2 separate regions of the Ovis aries genome follow, and region 1 is linked to region 2. Evidence: chromatin contacts called from public Hi-C data. All regions are on one chromosome and are shown on one strand. The core of a region is the stretch at or near the end of the contact, and the rest is flanking DNA. Distances in the headings are between cores, read along the strand shown. Region 1 overlaps TRPM4 (transient receptor potential cation channel subfamily M member 4). Region 2 holds the start of SNRNP70 (small nuclear ribonucleoprotein U1 subunit 70).

Region 1 (7,752 bases), core at 455-2,954, 93 kb after region 2:
TGATGTACAGATAAAAGGCATTTAGTTGATCCATTCATCTAATGAGACTTGGGTTGTTCCATCTTTTGGCTGTTGGGGATAATGCTGCAATAACATTGGTGTTTACATATCTGCTTGAGTCTCTGTTTTTATTTCTTTTGGTTTTATTTCTAGAATAGAATGCTGGGTCATGTGTTAATTCTGTGTTTGGCTTTTCCACATCCTTTCTAATAGGTGCTTTCCTTATTAAGAGGTTATAGACATCCTAGTGGGCATGAACTTGTTATTTCATTTTAATTTTGATTTGCATTTTCCTAATGACTAGTATTCTTAACTGGAAAATCTGATGGACAGAGGAGCCTGGCAGGCGACAGTCCATAGGGTTGCAAAGAGTTGGACACGACTGAAGCAACTTAGCATGCACACATCCCACTTATAATCCTTTTAATATGTGGTTGAATTAGTTTTCTAGTATTTTGTTGAGGGTTTTTTCATATATATTCATAAAGGCTATTGGTCTATAATCGTGATATTTTTATCTGACTTTAATTTCCCTGGTGGCTCAGATGGTAAAGCACCTGCCTACAATGTGGGAGACCCAGGATCGATCCCTGGGTCGAGAAGATCCCCTGGAGAAGGAAATGGCAACCCACTCCAGTATCCTTGCCTGGAAAATCCCATGGACGGAGGAGCCTGGTAGGCTACACATAGGGTCGAAAAGAGCTGGACAAGACTGAAGCGACTTAGCACACACATAATGGTTTTTAGTAGGATTCTATAAGGTAGAAAGTAATGTCCCCATTTTCATTTTTTATTTTAGTTACTTGTGTCCAGGCTGACTTGTGAGCCTGACTCCAATCTCTACCTAATTCGTGTTAGCTTTCCCAACTTGATCTCTGACATCCGACTCTGGAGCCTCCTAACCCAGCTACCAAATGCCTCTGACTTTATTGATCCTGACATCTGCCTTCTGCTTGGGGTTTCAAACAGATATTGCCTAACAAGTAATCTTGATCCGCTTTTCCAAGGGGCGCCTCTGCCTCTAGTGACTCTTGATCTCTGGTCCCTACAGCCATACCTTCGGCAAAGTGCAGGGCAACAGCGACCTCTACTGGAAGGCGCAGCGCTACAGCCTCATCCGGGAATTTCACTCTCGGCCCGCACTGGCCCCGCCTCTCATTTTCATATCGCACGTGCGCTCCCTGATCCATCGACTTCGCAGGCGCCGGGCGCGCTTGCCACCGTCCCCAGACGCCGAGCATTTTCGTGAGAGCCCGGCTTGGCCCAAAAGAGAGAAACTCAGGGGGCGGAACCTGGAGAGAAAGAAGAGCATTTATATGCAGGAGGAGGACCCTTAGGAGCACTAGTGGGCAGGGCTTACTCTGGCAAGGGGCTGGGCGTGGGGTATTAGTGGAAGACCAAGAACGGTGAGGAAGTGCAGTCTGGGAGATCACTGAAGCTCGAGGTTTTGTGTGGGGAAGCTGGGTCTAGGAGCGGGCGTGGCCCGAGGATGGGCAGTCCCTTTGACTTTATTCTGGCCCCACTGTCCAGGGGTCCACCTCTCGAAGGAAGCGGAGCGGAGGCTGTTGACATGGGAGTCAGTGCAAAAGGAAAATTTCTTGCTGGCGCGTGCTCGGGACAAACGGGAAAGCAACTCCGAACGTCTGAAGCGCACGTCGCAGAAGTGAGGGCGGGGCCTGGCTCTGGGCGGGGCTTCTGTTCTCCGGGATCGATCTCTTGACTGACTTCCTGCAAAGGCCCAGGCTAGAGGCGGAGCCTACGGGGGCAGGGTCCCGGAATGCTAGGGAGGAAAGCGGCACTGCGGGGGGCGGGTCTTTCAAGGTAGGCGGGGCTGGTAGGCTGCTGGCACCCACCTAAAACCCTGGATCCCCAGGGTGGACACAGCACTGAAGCAGCTGAGACAGATCCGCGAGTACGAGCAGCGTCTGAAAGGGCTGGAACAGGAGGTGAGGGCTCCGGGCCAGGCTGGAGGAGGATGGCCAGGGTGAGGGGCAGCAGATTCCAATCAGGTGCCGCGATGTCTTCCGCTGCTCCCCAGGTCCAGCACTGTACCCGTGTCCTGGGCTGGGTAGCTGAGGCCCTGAGCCGTTCTACATTGCTGCCCCCAGGGGGACCACCCCCCCCAATCCCACCTGGGCCCAAAGGTCAGTGTTTACCATCTACTTGTGTGTATGTCTGGCGTCTGTCACCACCTACGTCTGTGTCCTTGCTTTCTGGGTCTCTTCCCATATCTCGGTGTTTCTCTCTTTCACTGGCCTTCCTTTGCCCCTGGTTCATTCTTGGTCTCCTTTGGGCTTTTTGTGCATCTGTTTTTTTGCCAGTCTCTCATTTTTTCTGCCCTCCTCTCTATGCCCATCGCTCTTTTCTCTCCTCTCTTCCCCCAGACTGAGCCCTGCTGGTGGACGTCAAGGAGTAGCGGCCAGAGGGAGTTTTGCTCCCAGAGTAAGACCTAGCAGGTCCTTGACTCCTGCACCTGACGACCTTGTCTTTGAGGTGAACCGGATGCCCGTGGACTACCACCTTGGATTCTGTCAGGGTCACTCAGGGAGTGTCATCCATGCAGACCACGGCAGGCCTGGCTCCTCCCAGAACCAGCCCTACTCTAGGAGGATAAGCCTCTGGAGCCCAGGCGTTCCCTCTCTGAGGGCTGTATCTCAGCCCACTGGACTGGAGAAGGCTACCAGGTCCTTGTGGTACAGGGACCAGAGTCCACTCAGCTCCCCACACTGGGGAAATAAAGCCATTTGAGAGGAGTAGGGTCTGAATGCTGGATTCTTTGGGGAATTGGTGGGTGGCTAGATCCTTTTGGGATGGCAGCTGAAGCTGGGGGTGTGTTTGGGGTCCTTGGTCCATTTGCTACTACTGCATTTCAGGTCTCACCGGGGCTGTTGCTTCCTCTCAGCCCCACTACTCCTGTCTGACTCAGGCCCAGCACCTCTTGTCTGCACTGCTTGATGACTCTCACTTCAGTGGGACAAGAACCCCATCCATCTGTACCCCCCAACACCCATTCCTGCCTACCAGTGCAAAAAGAACTTGGAGATAAAAAGCAAATTATTTCCTGGAGGAGGGGTGGGTGGGCACTGTGTACATCTGCTTTGGCAATAGGGGAACAGATGATGCAAATTTGAGTAGATAACTGCATATGTGTCTTTAAAAAGTCTAATTAGTGGAAAATTGCAGGCCACACACGCCCGGAATTGAGGCAAATATGCATCATTATACATGCCATTTAACTAAACAACCCGTAACAAACTAAACTGGTAATGACAAGGCTGAACTGACAGCAATTATTAGTAAAATAGCAAGAAAGCCACCAACAACACACATCCAAAAATGAAAACCAAAACATCCTTTTTCCAAATTGGAGGAATTCCAACTGTCTGCCACTTTGGGTGCAGAGTAGCTTTGAAATGTTGCCAAGTGTTTTGTGGCAGCCAGCTATCTCTGGAAGATAACCAAGTCAATTCTCAGTAACCCAAGTAGTAATATCATCAGTAATGACGATGGTGGCAACAGCAGCAGCTAATGAGAGTGCTATGTGCCTGGCATTGTGTTTAAGTGCTTCACGGGCGATAAATCAAGGAATTCTCATGAAAACCATATAAGGTAAGTGCTGACGTCTCCATTTTGCAGATTGGAAAACTGAGGCACAATCAAAATTAAGTGACCACAAAGTCACAGAGCTAGAAAATGGTCCCCTAGAGAAGGGAATGGCAACCCACTCCAGTATTATTGCCTGGAGAAGGTGGGTTACAGTCCATAGGGTTGTAAAGAGCACTTGCTGTGATATGCTTATGTGCTCGGTCGTGTCGGACTCTTTGCGACCCAGCTCTCCTGCATTGCTGGGGGAGTCTTTACTGTCTGAGCAACCAGGGAAGCCCAAGAATACTGAAAACACTGAAGTGGGTAGCCTGTCCCTTCTCCAGGAATAGAACCAGGGTCTCTTGCATTGCAGGCCAGTTCTTTACCAGCTGAGCTACCTGGGAAGCTCCTTGCAGGGCCCCAGGATGACAGAACTGAGTATCTAGAAAGGCCGATTTGAAGCAACTCAGCACACAGCACAAAGGGGACGCTAGAGGGAGAAGTGAAAGGCAAAGGAGAAAAGGAAAGATACACCCATTTCAATGCAGAGTTCCAAAGAATAGCAAGGAGAGATAAGAAAGCCTTCCTCAGTGAATAATGCAAAGAAATAGAGGAAAACAATAGAATGGGAAAGGCTAGGGATCTCTTCAAGAAAATTGGAGGTACCAGGGGAACATTTCATGCAAAGATGGGCACAAGAAAGGACAGAAATGGTATGGACCTAACAGAAGCAGAAGAGATTAAGAAGAGGGGGCAAGAATACACAGAACTGTACAAAAAAGATCTTAATGACCCAGATAACCATGATGGTATGATCACTGGACTAGAGCCAGACATCTTGGGGTGCAAAGTCAAGTGGGCCTTAGGAAGCATCACTGCGAACAAAGCTAGTGGAGGTGATAGAATTTCAGCTTTTTCAAATCCTAAAAGATGATGCTATGAAACTGCTGCACTCAATATGTCAGCAAATCTGGAAAACTCACCAGTGGGCACAAGACTGGAAAGATCAATTTTCATTTCAATCCCAAAAAAGGCAATGCCAATGAATGTTCAAACTACCGCACAATTTCACTCATCTCACACGCTAGCAAAGTAATGCTCAAAATTCTCTAAGCCAGGCTTCAGCAATATGTGAACTGTGAACTTCCAGATGTTCAAGCTGGAATTAGACAAGGCAGAGGAACCAGAAATCAAATTGCCAACATCCACTGGATCATCGAAAAAGCAAGAGAGATCCAGAAAAACATCTACTTTTGCTTTATGGACTAAGCCAAAACCTTTGACTGTGTGGACCACAACAAACTGTGGACAATTCTGAAAGAGATGGGAATACCAGACCAGCTGACCTGCCTCCTGAGAAACCTGTATGCAGGTCAAGAAGCAACAGTTAGAACCGGACATGGAACAACAGACTGGTTCCAAATGGGGAAAGAAGTACGTCAAGGCTGTATATTGTCACTCTGCTTATTTAACTTATATGCAGAGTACATTGTGAGAAATGCTGGGCTGGATGAAGCACAAGCTGGAATCAAGACTGCTGGGAGAAATATCAATAATCTCAGATATGCAAATGACACCACCCTTATGGCAGAAAGAGAAAAACTAAAGAGCCCCTTGATGAAAGTGAAAGAGGAGCGTGAAAATGCTGGCTTAAAACTCAACATTCAGAAAAATAAGATCATGGCATCCAGTCCCATCACTTCACACAGCAAACGGATGGGGAAACAATGGAAACAATGAGACTTTATTTTGGGGGGCTCCAAAATCACTGCAGCTGGTGACTACAGCCAGGACATGAAAAAACGCTTGCTCCTTGGAAGAAAAGCCATGACCAGTCTAGACAGCATAATAAAAAGCAGAGACATTAGTTTGCCTACAAGGGTCTGTATAGTCCAACCTATGGTTTTTCCAGTAGTCATGTATGGATATGAGAGTTGGACCGTAAAGAAGACTGAACGCCGAAGAACTGATGCTTTTGAACTGTGGTGTTGGAGAAGACTCTTGAGAGTGCCTTGGACTGCAAGATCAAACCAGTCAAACCTAAAATAAATCAGTCCTGAATATTCATTAGAAGGACTGATGCTGAAGCATCAGCAGTCCAACTCTTTGGACATCTGATGCGAAGAGCTGACTCTTTAGAAAAGACCCTCATGCTGGGAAAGAATGAAGGCAAGAGGAGAAGAGGACGACAGGGAACCAGACGGTTGGATAGCATCACTGACCCAATGGACATGAGTTTGAGCAGGCTCTGGGGGATGGTGAAGGACAGGGAAGCCTGGCGTGCTGCAGTCCATGGGTCGCAAAGTGTCGAACATGACTGAGTGCCTGAACAACAGCAGAAGGAGAATGGCAACTGGAGGAGGAAGAAGGGGACGGGCTGCTTCCTGTCTGCTTCTGGTTCCTGAGGACAGCCTCATAGCATGGCTTTCTCTGATTGCAGTTTTCATCTCCCCCCCAGCACTCCCGCAACAAGTTCCGTGTATGCCCTCAGTCACACCCACTCCATCCAGGCAGCCCCCTTTTCTAGAGTGGGTTTCAGCTCCCAGAAGCACTTCTCCAAAAGTTTAGGTTCTGCTAACTCTATTCTCTTCCCTTTGTCTCTCAATGGAGAGACATCTCCATGGGGTGATATCTGCTTCCTGCAGTTTACTACTTCTGTTCTAACTCTGTGCTTCTATTTCTTTCCCAGTTTTCTGAAACATGTTTCATATACCCAGCTCAGTTCAGTCACTCAGTCACGTCTGACTCCCTGCCACCCCATGGACTGCAGCATGCCAGGCTTCTGTGTCCATCACCAACTCCCAGAGTTTATTCATGTCCATCAAGGTGGTGATGCCATCCAACCATCCTATCCTCTGTCATCCCCTTCTCCTCCCACCTTCAATCTTTCCCAGCATCAGAGTCTTTTCCAATGAGTCAGTTCTTCACATCAGGTGGCCAAAGTACTGGAGTTTGAGCTTCAGCATCAGTTCTTCCAATGAATATTCAGGACTGATTTCTTTTAGGATTGACTGTTTTGATCTTCTTGTAGTCTAAGGCACTCTCAAGAGTCTTCTCCAACACCACAGTTCAAAAGCATCAGTTCTTCGGCGTTCAGTCTTCTTTATGGTCCAACTCTCATATCCATACATGACTACTGGAAAAACCATAGGTTGGACTATACAGACCCTTGTAGGCAAACTAATGTCTCTGCTTTTTATTATGCTGTCTAGACTGGTCATGGCTTTTCTTCCAAGGAGCAAGCATTTTTTCATGTCCTGGCTGTAGTCACCAGCTGCAGTGATTTTGGAGCCCCCAAAAATAAAGTCTCATTGTTTCCATTGTTTCCCCATCCGTTTGCTGTGTGAAGTGATGGGACTGGATGCCATGATCTTATTTTTCTGAATGTTGAGTTTTAAGCCAGCATTTTCACGCTCCTCTTTCACTTTCATCAAGGGGCTCTTTAGTTTTTCTCTTTCTGCCATAAGGGTGGTGTCATTTGCATATCTGAGATTATTGATATTTCTCCCAGCAGTCTTGATTCCAGCTTGTGCTTCATCCAGCCCAGCATTTCTCACGATGTACTCTGCATATAAGTTAAATAAGCAGAGTGACAATATACAGCCTTGACGTACTTCTTTCCCCATTTGGAACCAGTCTGTTGTTCCATGTCCAGTTCTAACTGTTGCTTCTTGACCTGCATACAGGTTTCTCAGGAGGCAGGTCAGCTGGTCTGGTATTCCCATCTCTTTCAGAATTGTCCACAGTTTGTTGTGGTCCACTCAGTCAAAGGTTTTGGCTTAGTCAATAAAGCAAAAGTAGATGTTTTTCTGGATCTCTGTTGCTTTTTCGATGATCCAGTGGATGTTGGCAGTTTGATTTCTGGTTCCTCTGCCTCATCTAAATCCAGCTTGAACATCTGGAAGTTCACAGTTCATGTACTGTTGAAGCCTGCCTTGGAGAATTTTGAGCGTTACTTTGCTACCATGTGAGATGAGTGCAATTGTGTGGTAGTTTGAACATTCTTTGGCATTGCCTTTTTTGGGATTGGAATGAAAACTGATCTTTCCGGTCTTGTGGCCACTGCTGAGTTTTCCAGATTTGCTGACATATTGAGTGCAACACTTTAACAGCATCATCTTTTAAGATTTGAAATAGCTCAACTGGAATTCCATCACCTCCACTAGC
Region 2 (7,383 bases), core at 1,690-4,189:
TGCGGGAGATGTGGGTTAGATCCTCGGATCAGGAAAAGCCCCTGAAGAAGGGAATGGCAACCCACGTCAGTATTCTTGCCTGGAGAATCCCAGACAGAGGAGCTTGGTGGGCTACAGTTCATGGGGTCACAAAGAGTTAGACATGACTGAGTGACTAACACTTAAGCAACCAAAGTAAAAAGAGAGAGAGAGAGAAAAAAAAAGTTCTTGTGGAACTTCCCTGGTGGTCCAGTGGTTAAGACTCCACTCTCCCACTGCAGGGGGCACAGGTTCCATTCCTGGTTGGGGAACTAAGATTCCTCCATGTAGCATGGCACAGTCAAAATAAATAAATAAATAAAAGTTCTCGTGCTCTGATTGGTAGGGGGGAGTTGGTTCTTTGGTACATGAGTCCACCTTCTCCCCAGATGCCTGGCCTCCTGAATAAAGCAACTTTCCCTTCCTACTAACACTCATCTCTGGAGTATTGACTTCCCAGTGGTGAGCAGCTGAACCTGAGTTCAATAACACTACCTTCTTAGTCCAACCCATCATCTCTTTCCTGGAAATTATAGCCTCCTGAGCATCTGCTTGTTCCCCTTCAGCCTCTTTCCTGCATTTTCTTCTGTCTATTGCCATTGATGTGATCTTTTAATAATGCAAATTATGCTTTGTCCATCTTCTGATCTAAGCCCTTTAGTAACTTCCTATTTATTTTCAAATAAAATCTGCCCTCTCCCCCATGTGATACTTTATTCTGGCAAAGATCAGCAATGGCTGCTACAACCAGGGGGTGAGAGATGAGATGGTTCGGGAAAAGTGGCAAAGTCTCACTGCTCAGATTAGCGAGGAGAAAATGTATTTCTAGAGGGAGATCTGTCAGTTGGCTCCTTGATCAGGTGGCCAAATTCAGCATCATAATAGTGGGACTATCTCCAGATGTGATGCAGTCGAAGTCTTAAGTATCACCAGGGAAAAGTTCTTACCAAAAATGCTCAACATCAGTTTATTCAAACTTCAGACTCAATTTCCATTTTACAGGCAAACAGGGTTAGTGCAAGACACTGTAAACCCCATGAGGAAATAATCAGAAATCCAGAATGTGGGACTTTCTACTGGAAACTGGTCTGAACTTAGGGGAAAAACCAACAACATAATTTGGGAAAAAGTGCCTGTGTCTGTATTCTATATTAAAAGAGAATAAAGAAAAAAAAAAGGATAAAGAGACAGGACAACCAAATACAATGCATGAAGCTTGATTGACTTCTGGTTGAGATTAAAACAAAATACTTGTGGGTCTATTGGGAAAGTCTGATTTCTGAATAAATCTGAAATAGAGACTGGATAAACTTTCTTAGAGGTGAAAATAGTTTTGTGGGACTGGATAAACTTTCTCAGAGGTGAAAGTAGTTTTGTGGTTATGTAGAAGAATGCTCTTAATCTTAAGAGATGCATGCTGAAACATTTAGAGGTGCAGTGCCTCAGAAATTTACTTTTCAATGATACAGGGAAAAAAATTATTAAAGCACGTTTAACTTTATTTTCATTAAATTTTTTATTTCGAAATAATTTCAGAATTTTGGGAAGGCTCCAAAAAAATAGTTCAGGGGGTTCTCATATACATACGTAGATAAACCAAATATGTCAAAGTACTTAAAACACGATAATAATCATTTAAATTTGTAATAATTCCTGCAATTATTATTAAATAGGCAATTGAATCTATCCAAAAAACTTAAAAAATACTTAACTTTTTACAGGTCTCTTGCTGCTGCTGCTGCTAAGTCGCTTCAGTCGTGTCCGACTCTGTGCGACCCCAGAGACGGCAGCCCATCAGGCTCCACCATCCCTGGGATTCTCCAGGCAAGAACACTGGAGCGGGTTGCCATTTCCTTCTCCAATGCATGAAAGTGAAAAGTGAAAGTGAAGTCGCTCAGTCGTGTCCGACTCCCAGCGACCCCATGGACTGCAGCCCACCATGATCCTCTGTGCATGAGATTTTCCAGGCAAGAGTACTGGAGTGTGGTGCCACTGCCTTCTCCAGAACCCTAAATAACATGACCATCAGTTCTCTACTCTCTCCACCAACAACCTGGGACTCCCGCCATCCTTCCTAATTCAGGGCCTTTGCACTTGCTGTTAACTCCGCCCCGATCTCCCTTTCCTTGGGCCTCTGTTTAAATGTCATTTTCAGAAGAGCCTTCCATTATCATCCTTTTCAAAAAAATTTTTTTTTCTTTTTGGTGCAACACACAGCATGCGGGATCTTAGTTCCCTGACCAGGGATTGAACCTGCGCTCCCTGCAGTGAAAATGCGGAATCTTTACCACTACACCACCGACGAAACCCTGTCGTCCTTTCTAAAACAGCTCCTCTTCCACAGCTGAACACCTTATTCTGCCCTTTTTTTTATTGGGACGGCCACTATCAGCAGTTAATTTTTTAATGCCTTTATTGTCTCCTCCGCACGATGCAAGCGCAAAAAAGGGAGACTTTGCTTTAGTCACATGCTACATCTTCAGAATCCAAACAGTGTCGAGTACATGGTGCGCTGGATGGAGAAGTTATTGATTTAATAGCTTAGGTAAGCACATCCTCCACGTAGGGACTCTTTGCTAGGTGGCGGAAGGGTATAATACTGGTAACTGATCATACACGCATGCGCCCAAGATCCGGGAAGTGTGTTAGGGAAAGGGGTGGAGCATCCAGAAGAGTCTCGCGGACAGAGGCGGTTGGAGTCCAGAACGCGAGGTGGAAAGGGACCGCTTGGGGCTCAGCGCGCGTGCGCACTGTGACTTCCAGCCTGCCGCGGCAAAGGCGTCTAAGACGCCGGAGGCGGGGGTAGTGGCTTCGCGCCTGCGCAGTGCCTGCGGCGGCACCAGGGTCCCTGTGACTGAGTTGTGATTGACTGGCGCAGCGCGTGCGCCTTGCGAACGGCGGAGGGATTTGAGGCTGTTCCCACCCCTTGCCCCTGTCGCGAGCCGAGGCCGCGCGGGCTCGTGAGCTGCGGCCTGGTGCGCGCGCTAGGCGGGCGACAGAGACTGAGGGACGTGGACGCCGCCGGAGTCGGAGCGAGAGCCGGAGTATCCGCTGCTGAGGGGCCGCCGGAGCCGCCGCGAGCCCCCGGACCGTCGCTAGGCCGAGGAGGGCGCCGCGCGGCGGGTGAGTGTGACTGAGTGGCCTTACCGGGTGCGGGGCCGCTACCCACAAGCCCTTGCGGTGGGCCCCGGTCCTTTCCCCGCGGCCGGGTCCCTTTCCCGCGCCACCGTCACAGCACCTTTTTGCATCCCTTATCCAGAGTTCTCTGGTCACTTAAGCTCTCTTTCCATAGCCCCTGTCCTCCTCAGCACTTACCCACAGGCCCTTGCGGTATGTTGCTTTTTTCTTGTCGCCTCCGCGGACCCTTACCCATAATTCATTTCGCTTGTGGGGGTCCAGATCTATTACCCACAACCCCCTGGCTTGAGAGGCTTGCTACTTTTGACCCCTTTCCTTAATCGAAGACTTCCTGCGACCCTCGCCCCGTAACCTGTTATCCACGGTATGGGACCACCAGCCGCCACTGCCCTGGACTCCCTTTCTCAGGATCCTTGATGTCCCCACAACCGCTCCCAGACCCTCAGCCCCGCGGTTCCTTGCCCAGGACTCTGAGACTTCACTACTCAGAAACCCTTTTTTAGTCTTTGTTTCCTTTACCGGTTTGGCCCGTCTTCACGCGACCCTCCCACCAAAACCCTCTTTCATTCAGATTTACTCCTTTTCCTTGTGACTTTGGAGCGCGCTGTACAGAACCTGTTTTGATACTGAGATTTTTGCTTCTATTTCCTTCTTTTCCTGGGAGTCAAGGGGTTATAGGGGCTTCACCTCCCCCAGCCCACCCTAATATAAGGCTTCTGCTCTCAGACTTGGCAAGATGACCCAGTTCCTGCCGCCCAACCTTCTGGCCCTCTTTGCTCCCCGTGACCCCATCCCATACCTCCCACCCTTGGAGAAACTGCCACATGAAAAACACCACAATCAACCTTACTGTGGCATCGCGCCCTACATCCGAGAGTTTGAGGTGAGTTCAGTGAGCAGACTTGGACCTGGGTTGGGTTCTGGGGCGTCGTGGGGCTGGACTGGGGAGTTCAGTGTCTGGCCAGTTTTCTGGGCTGGGGTGATTATTATTTCTTTATTTAGCTGTGCCCCGTTTAGTCATGGCATGGGAACTGTTAGTTATGGCATGTGGAATCTAGTTCCCTGACCAGTGATGGAAATGGAACCCAGGCCCCCTGCACTGGGAGTGAGCAGTCTTAGCTCCTGGACCACGAGGAAAGTCCCAGTTTTCTTGTCTTGATCAGGGTTCATTATGTATCCCTTGTTGAGTTTTTGTGACAGTTCAGTGGTTTGTGACAGTAACTACCAGTTGAGGATTCAGACTGTTGAGTTAAGTAGTCCTTGGCACATTTATCGGCTGTGTAACCTTGGACAAGCAGCAGATTCTTCTAGTCCTGTGGTCACTTTATTTATAGCAAGGGAATGTTTATATCTTTGTGATAATTGACAGAATTAATTGAAAATTTTGTTATGGGGCTTGGCACCAAGCAGTCAGGAATGGTCAATATTTCTTATTTTATTTACCATTTTTGTCATTAAAGGGTTAACACCAGGTGATGTGCTGTTAAGATGGTGGTCTTGAGGATTTCAGCTTTGTACCCTCAGGGCAAACATCAGTAAATGACTAAGGCTCATGGACCTCGGTTTTTTCATTTGTGAAATTGGGATAACAACAGTCCACCTCTTAAGGTGGTCAAAGAACATCTGAGTATGTTGGCACATGGCCAGAAGTCAGAAGAATAACCATCTGGCATGAGTGGGAAAGGGAAGGAGGAGGAACTTGTGGAGCAGAAGTTAATAGTGAGATGACAGAAGAGTGGTTCTTCATTGAGACTTGCCACCCTCAGTGAACCGGTGCTTGGAAAATGTTATTAGCCAATTCAGCTAATTTAATAACTCTAGGTGTGTGGCAGGCGAGGGTCCTGTGCCAGTTGTGTGATGGGAGCTTGCTGAGGCCTTTAAGAACTGCTCTGGCCCTCAGAGGGTGTCCAGTTGCTTACCCCGGGCTCTGCACTGCCAGCTGCTTTTGCTTCAGGCCTGGTCCCGATTCCTGTCTGTAATAGAGGACCAGTATTGTGATACTCACAATGTGATACGATAGAGGAGTGCAGATCGATGCTTTTGATAAATACAAGAGGATTGTTTTCTCTTTTCTAGTATTTTTAGAGAATACAGAGTTAAAGAAAATCACATTTCTAAGTTCAGTGAACATAAAACTACTCTGTTAGATTGCTGTAGACGTTTCTGCATATTTTGTCTCAGTTTCTCTACTTCTCTTGTCACAGACCAATAACTGTTCACAGATTGCATTCGTCTACGGACCACGCTTTGATCTGCACTGTTCCCCCACCTCCACTGGCCTGGGAACTGTCCATGTTTGTGTGGGCGTGTGTGTAAACGTGCAGGAGAGTGTGGCCAAGATGTTTGTTATTTCTTGATTGGCTGTTCCTGGCTGTTTTCCCCTTCCTCCCACCGCTGTCACTCTCCTTATTCCCAGGACCCTCGAGATGCCCCTCCTCCAACTCGAGCAGAAACCCGGGAGGAACGCATGGAGAGGAAGGTATGTAACGTTTGCCTTCTGCCTCACTTTTTTTTTTTTTTTTTTTTTGCATCTTACTTCAAGATGTTCCCTGATATCAGGGCCCTCCTATCTGTATTCAGTTGTCTACCTTTCTCCTGACAGAGACGGGAAAAGATTGAGCGGCGACAGCAGGAAGTCGAGACAGAGCTAAAAATGTGTAAGTCTCTCCTCTTTTCATCTCTTGTTCAAGTATGCTTGTGTTTCTCTTCCCCAGGTCTACCCCAGGACTCTTATTTCAGAATGTAGGTTGTTGTCAGTTCACTTTATTAGCCCCCACTATTTGCCAAAGCCTATATTTGGTTTAGGCTTTTAAGCAGGAGCTTATGGAATAAGGCAGACAGGAAGGGAGCCTGGTACTCTGGGCTGCCTCCTGCAGGTGTCTGCCCTTGGAGAGGTGGCCCCTGCCCAGCTGGGTCTCCCAGGCCAAGGCAGTGAGGTCCAGGCTCATGAGGCAGTTCTGGTTCCATCTCAGGTCCCTGGCCCTTGGGCTGGAAGTGCTTCATCCCTTCCAGGTACAGGAGGAGTCGGAGTTTGGGGGAGGGACATTGTAGTCATTAACCAGACTTCACAAAAGAGTCCCATATCAACCTCAGGAGGCCTTTTCTTATTAGAGCAAGGACTGTGTAGTCAAAAGATGGGTTTTCCTCCCATGCTTGTGAGGCTCCAGTGAATCACGTCACTCTGAATCACATTTCCTGGAGAAGTCCATTGCTGATGGAGCTCATCAGACAGACACCTGACAACCGAATACCTGGGTGTCTCAGCTCAGCGCTCTGAGCTCTGGCTTTCACTGCGTTCCTGTCGTCTTGGATGCCTCAGAGGCATCTTGCACTGTGTCTGGACCACAATCAGGATTTCCTCTCCTCACCAGCCTGGTCGTCTTTCGATGTTTGCTTCACTGGAACATGGTCATCCAGCTTTGCGAGTCATGGCCAATCGTTTCCACTCAGTTTGCTTTTAACACCTTTTCTTGCTGTCTCCCCCAATTGTCTCCAAGACCTACCCGTGCTACTCTCTGAATGCCACAGATCTGAGCATCCTCTCTGTGTCCACCAACCCCGAAGGCCCCTCCAGCCTGGACACGCAGTCTAATGAATTTACCTACATCTCTGTCCTCCGCAAGTCCTCTAGGGCTTTTTGAAATACAGCTCTTGATTATACCTTTCTCTGCTAACAGCTTTTTTTTTCCCCCCTTTGGGCTGTACCATGTTGCCCTCAGAATCTTTGCTCCCCAAACAGAGATTGAATTCGGGCCCTCTGCAGTGAAAGTGCAGTCCTAACCACTGGGTCGCCAGGAAACTCCTATACAGCTTCCTTTGGTTTTCAACCTAAAGACCGAAGTCCCTTCCCTGCCTGCTGAGGGTGCATTCTGCCCATGCTCCCTCTCCTCTTGCTCCAGCCTGCGCTGGCGTCTTTTTTGCCTCTTCTTTCCCAGATGGTCTCCTGTTGCTGGGGCTCTGCCCAGGCCGTTCCGCCAGTCTCACATGGTACCTTGGTGTGTATGCAACTGCCCTTTGTGTGTCTGGCAGCGTCACTCCTCAGGGAAGCCTTTCATGGCTTCCTTGCTCGCGTAGAGTCCCCTTGCACACCGAAAGCCCTGAGTCCTGCTGCAGCTTGGTCATGTCAGTCTGCGGGAGGAATTCGCTGATGAACATGTTACATTGGTTCACAGTGCAGGAAGCAGGGTTCTGGTGGAATTTGCTCACCATTGTGGCCCCAGCTCCTGT

What was found. A called contact is a pair of places that touch in the nucleus more often than the background predicts.
Region 1: a contact with region 2 is called in a Hi-C map of mixed tissues, with 3 times the contacts expected there. The contact joins the enhancer-like site here to the promoter of SNRNP70 in region 2. A contact is called at or near these places in 7 of 16 Hi-C or Micro-C datasets (blood, hypothalamus, liver and 3 more).

The regions. Positions count from the first base shown.
Region 1 is chr14:55,436,402-55,444,153 of ARS-UI_Ramb_v3.0, forward strand. TRPM4 (transient receptor potential cation channel subfamily M member 4) reads left to right here. Exons shown (of 25, transcript XM_004015802.5): 21 at 1,052-1,245; 22 at 1,531-1,663; 23 at 1,874-1,946; 24 at 2,039-2,144; 25 at 2,385-2,753. The coding sequence ends at 2,389. Among named protein-coding and RNA genes, the nearest start is that of TRNAG-GCC, 27 kb to the right of the region's middle. Within about 2 kb of position 1,705, at least 4 of the 54 cell types and tissues checked have an H3K27ac peak or open chromatin away from gene starts, as enhancers often do. A contact at or near this core is called in liver, where this site is marked.
Region 2 is chr14:55,342,066-55,349,448 of ARS-UI_Ramb_v3.0, forward strand. SNRNP70 (small nuclear ribonucleoprotein U1 subunit 70) reads left to right here and starts at 2,940. Exons shown (of 10, transcript XM_027978598.2): 1 at 2,940-3,141; 2 at 3,883-4,039; 3 at 5,573-5,635; 4 at 5,759-5,813. The coding sequence starts at 3,893.